2 separate regions of the Macaca mulatta genome follow, and region 1 is linked to region 2. A link is a contact called in public Hi-C data. All regions are on one chromosome and are shown on one strand. Each heading gives the region's core, a stretch centred on a gene start, on an enhancer-like site or on the middle of the called end of the contact. The rest is flanking DNA. Distances are from core to core; before and after follow the strand shown. Region 1 holds the start of IER5 (immediate early response 5). Region 2 holds the start of STX6 (syntaxin 6).

What was found. A called contact is a pair of places that touch in the nucleus more often than the background predicts.
Region 1: a contact with region 2 is called in a Hi-C map of fetal cortex germinal zone, with 3 times the contacts expected there. The contact joins the promoter of IER5 here to the promoter of STX6 in region 2. A contact is called at or near these places in 5 of 14 Hi-C or Micro-C datasets (CD4 T cells, blood, cortical neurons and 2 more).

What each region holds. Positions count from the first base shown.
Region 1 is chr1:38,497,961-38,500,974 of T2T-MMU8v2.0, reverse strand. IER5 (immediate early response 5) reads right to left here and starts at 1,300. Exons shown (of 1, transcript XM_002802002.4): 1 at 1-1,300. The coding sequence starts at 1,094. The coding sequence ends at 111.
Region 2 is chr1:38,432,794-38,435,881 of T2T-MMU8v2.0, reverse strand. It overlaps STX6 (syntaxin 6), which reads left to right and starts at 1,455. Exons shown (of 8, transcript NM_001261300.1): 1 at 1,455-1,635. The coding sequence starts at 1,601. MR1 (major histocompatibility complex, class I-related) reads right to left here and starts at 1,161. Exons shown (of 6, transcript XM_078001069.1): 1 at 1,112-1,161.

The DNA.
Region 1 (3,014 bases), core at 51-2,550, 65 kb before region 2:
AACGCGCTCAGCGGCCGCGGTCTCTGGGCGTCCTCGCAGCCAGCAAGGGCCCGACCCTCACTTCGAGGACGCCCGCTGCTCAACCTCCTCCCCGCATGGGGGCCAAGGGCTCAGAAGGCCACGATGGCTGTGCTCCAGGGGTTCATGTCTCTCAGCACCGGCTTATCGCAGCAGATCTGCCCGGGCTCGGCGGCTTCCGGGCCGCTCTCCTCTCCCTCCTCTTCCTCCCTGCCGCCCCCGGGGCTTTTCCGTAGGAGTCCCGAGAAACTGGAACCGAAGATGCTGATGAGGTTAGCCACGTTCCCGGTCTCCATCTCCTCCGCGTCGTCGTCCTCTCCTCCACTCGGCGGCTGCTCTAAGTTCCGGCGGGGCTTCTTGAGCGGGGTCGAGCCGGGCGCCGGGCAGCCCGCTGGGCCGCCGCCCACCCCCGCCGCGCCGCGCTTCCTGGGGCACACTGCGGGCTGCGCGGGGGGCTCGTCCTCGGCTGGTCGCGGCGCGCAGCAGCAGGCAGTGCGGGGGGTCGCGGCCGGTGTACCCGGCGGGTCCTCCCCGCCTAGGGGGCAGCCGCAGGGGCGGCGCGCGGCAAGCGATCCCTCGGGGAAGACGCCCCAGCCTCCGGCGGGACCCTCGGCTTCTCCGGCCGCCGCCTGGCGCGGCCGCTCCACGCGGCTCCAGGCAGCTTCCGTCGCGTCCGCCTCTCCGCCCTGAAGAACGTCCCCGACTCCGGTCACCGTGGTCACTGGCACCTCGTCCCCTACCCGCGGCGCGTGTGAGACGGAAGGGCGCTCCGGTTGCGGCTCGGTCTCCGGCCAAGAGGCACGGGCGACGGGCGGGGGCGGCTCTCCCCAGCCGGCGGGTGGCCCGGCCGCCGGCTCCCCGGGCTGCTGCTGCGGTGGCGGCGCCGGGATCCCAGCGGGACCGGCCAGGTAGAGGCCGGGGCACGGGTCGCTCAGGTAGACCTGGCGGGCGCTGCGCAGCACCAGCGAGACCAGGAGGTTCTTATGCAGCTTGATGCCGCCGCGCTGGACCCGCGAGTTGTAGATCTTGCCCAGGGAGATGCTGACGATTCGGTGAGCCTCCAGCTTGAACTCCATCCTGCCTCCCCTGCACAGGGCCGTCGGCGCCGGGGTGTTACGTTCGGAAACTGGGAGGGAACGGGAGGCGCAAACAAGTCCGCCCCGTGGGCACACCCTTGATCACCTAAGACTCCGAAGAGAAATGACTCCGGTGACGCGCGCTCACTGCCCCGCAGACCTCTCTACACCAGACAACTACCCCGTTTCGGGTCCGGTAGCTAAACAGGGCAGCCCGGCCGCCCCGCGCCTTATATAGACTCCTCGACCGCCAATCACGAAGGGCCGCCAACCGTTCCGCGGCTGGCCGGCGCGCCCTCGTGCGCCGCGCACGGCCAATCGGAGCCCGAGGAGGGGCGCCAAGGCCCGTTCGAACGTTAGTCCCGCGGAGCAAGCTCTTAAAGGGGGCGACGGATTGCGGGCGCAGACCAGGCCGATGGGGAGTGAGTGTTGGGGACCGTGTTGGGGACCGTGCTCGAGGGCGCTACTGTTTGGAGTTACAGATTCTGGCTTGTGCGATGGCTTGCCGGAACCAAAGCGAACAAAATATTCGAACTTTCTTCCGAGCACGGTGTTGGACTCTGTTCTGCCATAAAGTCCTGATCTTTTCCTGATCAACTCCGCCCTAACCGGCCACGCCACCATTTCCAGGCCCGCCACACCTGTAAGCGATTCCCCTCAACCCTGGCAAAAATAGAGATGGTGGCTATACGCGGCGGAGGACACCCCTGGATAACAAATAGTATTACTGCAAAGTATTTGGCTGTCATTATTTTTGGATGAGCCGCTTTCCCCGCTAGAGTCACATACACTCTTAGCAGCTGTCAGTTCTAACACCAAAGAAAAAGGGGATTCTAAAAGTTTTTGGCTAGGTTCTTGGCTTCTTATCAAGGAATTGTGTCTAGATACAAAGTTACTGGTTGCCCTCTAAAGCCGGCATCTTTCACTTTGTTCTCTAGATTCTGGAACAAAGCCAGTTATCAAATAGGTTAAATGGAAGATGTTACAGGTTCTCCACAATGATTTTTTTCCCATTTCCATTTTTCCATTACAAGGACTGATCAGTCAACCCTTGGAAAAATCGAGCAAGGTCTGAAAATAAAAAGAAAGAAGTCCTGTGTTCCCATGATGATGTCATAATTTCATTTTGTGTCAAGGTAAAAATATAGCGCTAGGGAGTTCCAGAATTTTCTGGTCAGTCAACAATGTAGTCCATCTACTGGTCCTTATATCAGGGCACAATTACCACAGGGTTGCCCAGGGTCCTGGACTGGAAACATGGAGTCACTTCCAGTTAGTTCCACCGAAGCTCCACCACAGACCTGCCTGAGGACTCTGGGTAAATAACCTCAGACCGCTTCAGTGTCTCCACCGCTGAAAAGGGGAAGTCACATACACATCTGCTTTATTGTACAGACGATAAATGACAACTTCTCAGCCACAAACTGAATGAGAAAACTAAGCACTGCTTTCTTGGAGTCCATGTGGAACCCTGGGCCTGATCCTGCCCCAGGGATTGGCCAAGCAATGAATTTATTTAGGAAAAATACCAGTGAAGGGTGGGCTTGATCATGACCAATTGACAATCTCCAGAAGATGTGATGGCTCAGTAGCATTACCTGTGCCCACAACTGATGGTAACTGAGACTGCAGGCTCTGAGACCCAGTTCCTCCCCCCTCTAGGAATTTTCAGCCCATGCAGAGAAAGAGATAAAATAATGACACAAAAATTACAAAACCAAGTAGCATATATTAAGTAATAATGCAAGAATTTTTATCTTGTCTTTTTCTTTGCAAGTTGTTAGTCACTATAAAGCAATGGCTAAGAGCACAGGCTGTGGAGGCCGGCTTCCTGGCTTGGAATCCCAGCTTCTCCGTTCACTTGCTGCATGGCCTCTGGAAAATTATTTCACTTCTCTGTGCTGCTGTCTTTTTTATTAC
Region 2 (3,088 bases), core at 206-2,705:
GTTTAAACGGGGTTTGTGTTGCTCCAAGGACTGTGCCATCTCCAGACTGGTGACCTTGGGCAAGTCACTTACCCTCCCAGAGTCTCAGATTTCTCATTTATAAAATGGGCATGATGGCAGTAATTATCGCACTGTAAGAGCAACCGAGATAACACTTAACACCCTGCCTGACACACACACACTAAGTGCTCAATGATTTTCAGCAATCAAAGTCCACAATCCTCATCCACAAACTCCACAGCATATCTAGCATATGAGTTGGCTAAGGTTCTGGGCAAAATGTTTTCTAGAATAGTCCTTGAACCACAGTGAGAGGAAGTTGTCATACCTGGCCCCTTCTTTATTCCTTGTAGGTGCGCTCTCCTGGGAGGCACCATATGCTGTATGAAAAATTACTTTACATGGTTATTTGCAGAATGTACAGCAACATAAAGTACACCCCATCTGGTGGAAAGTGCACAGAATCTGCAGTTCTGCTCTGTCCAGGCTGTGTGACTACAGGAAGTCGTGAAGCCTCTCTGAACTTATTTTCTCATCTACAAAATGGGAGAAATGGATGGCGTAGGGGCTCACGTCCGTAATCCCACCACTTTGGGAGGCAGAGGCAGGAGGGTCTTGTGAGCTCAGGTGTTCGAGGCCAGCCTAGGCAATATACTGAGAGCTCTATCTCTACAAAAAATTTAAAAATCAGCCGGGCGTGGTGGCTCTCACCTGTAGTCCCAGCTACTCGGGAGGCTGAGGCGAGAGGACCGCTTGAGCCCAGGAGGTCGAGGGTGCAGTGAGCTGTGATTGTGCCACTGCACTCCAGCCTGGGTGACAGAGAGAGTCCCTGCCCCCCAAAAAGGGGAAGGAGGGGAATAATACCTTCCCCCAAAGAATACTGAGATGATGCATACACAACTTTTTAGCACACTCTCCAACACAAAGTAAGACCCTACTTGAAGGAGCTGTGTAGCATCATAATCAGATACTATGCTTCATTTTAAGTCGAGGACCAGATAGATTTATAAATTACATACTGTCAAAATCAAGTATTAAAAGTAGAGGAAAGGTAAGAGGATTTTGCAAAACAGGTACAACTACAGTTTATCCTGAAAAGCCGACTGCCTACCTCTGAGGGAACAAGCCGCTCTTCACCTTCAAGCCTGAGGAGAGGGCGGTAGAAAGCCACCCACCTCCTCCGCCCCGAGGGCTCCGCCTCCAGGGCGGAGGGACGCAGGCCCAGGCCCCGCCCACTGGGGGAGGGGCAGGCCCTGATCACGTGAGTGGGGTACGGAAGTCGTGCTTCAGGCGGCTTTCGTGATTGGCCGCAGCCGAGGGTCCTGGGGGTGGGGTCAGGCTCTCTGACTCGCCGGGGGGAGCCGGGACTGGAGGCTGCAGAGGGGGCCGGCTCTGGAGTCCGGGATTCGGCCAGTGGTGCTGAGCGAGTGCTGGACCAGCGGTGGTCCCGTGCACCTGGCCTGCGCGCGTGCCCGCTGCTTGGCGTCCCCCAGTCTAAGGCGCGGGCGGCTGCGGGAACAGGCCGGGTGGGCGGAAGGAGGCCGGGAGGCACGGGCGCTCTGTGCGCGGTGGAGGTGGAGGCGGCCGGGGCCGGGACGCCATGTCCATGGAGGACCCCTTCTTTGTGGTGAAAGGGTGAGTGTCGGCCGAGGGCTCCACTGGAGGAAGAGGTGGCGGTGCTGCCTGCCCGCACCTCCTCGGTCTTCTCGCAGTAGGGGGAGGGGAGGCAAGTTGGAGCTGGGGAGGGGTCACAGTGGAGACGGCTTAGTCTTGAGGGCCATGACCAAGCGTCCAGAGACGTCTCCTGCATCCCTACCTGGACGGTGAAGCCACTGTCCCCAGCCAAGCCCCTGGTGGTGGTGGGGCCTTTTTGGCCTGTGCGCTGCGGTACAACTTATTTGGGGGTCGAGGGGCTCAGCAGCTCTGCAGGTGAGAAGGAGACACGCAGGTCCTAGCTCACACTGGCCGTCTATTCGAGCATGGGACCTTGCTTCGAAGGAGCGAAAACAGCATCTGGGCAGGAAAAGGGAAATGGCCCTCCTGAGCTTTGTAGTTCGTGTTGACGGGGGTGAACTCCATTGTCCATTGAGTTTGGAGCGCTCGTCCGCAGGACTGGCGAGACCACAACAAGCCCAGAGGCGTCTGAGCACGTTTGCTGGGAGGGAGGCGGGGGCGGGGGCCGATCTGGGAGGCTGGGGAGCAGGGCACAGGAAGACAATTCAATGGGGGGAGTTTTTACTGAGTAATGTGAGGAGAGGAAAGCAGTCGTTCATACTCAGTGATGATTTGGAAGGAAAACAAAATGAAACAAGCCAAACCAAACTTTCCTCAGCTTTCTATTAGCAACCGGAATTTTCTCACAGTGCTAAAGGAAATGAGTGTTGCTTGTTAACTCCTTGATATCATCCAGGCTGTTTGACAGGTTTCTCCTATTTCTTCTGCCTTTCAGAATAGAACTGCCTTCTGTTCCCTTGTAAGCTGTCCTAACTCCATCTTGCTCGATTGTTTCTTTGGAGATAGAAACTTCAACTGCACTTTGTAATATCCACTTTGTAGCCATTAAACAAATGCAAGAAGATTAATTCTGATGTAACTTTTAGTTTCTTATTAGAAACGTGTCAGTTTTCTGTTTTAAATGTCAAACATGAAAAATCTGAAAACTGCAAAGTTCCCAAATCAGTACTGATCACAGAATGTCCCTTGCTTTTAACGAGTTGCTGCTAGCTTCCTATTTTTGTAGTGGTACAAGCTGGCTGTTGTATACTCAAGTATTGTAGAAAATTTAAATGGCATTTTAGGTGAAAGATTTTATCGATGATGCAGTAAAATACACTTATAATATTTCTTAACATTTCCCTGGAAAGGTCTTTTTCTTCACCTTACTCTAATTTAGATGGGAAAATGCTGAGTTGTAGATTTACTGGTAATATGTGACTCCCTACCTGGAAAATGTGATATTTATTAGAAGAATTGATTAGGGGTTAATTTTAAAAATGTGTTTTTTCCTTGATTGAAAGTTCTTAATGCTTAGGTTGGCAAAGGTTATCTCTGGCAGTGGAGATCAGAGATGATCAGAAATTTTTTGTTT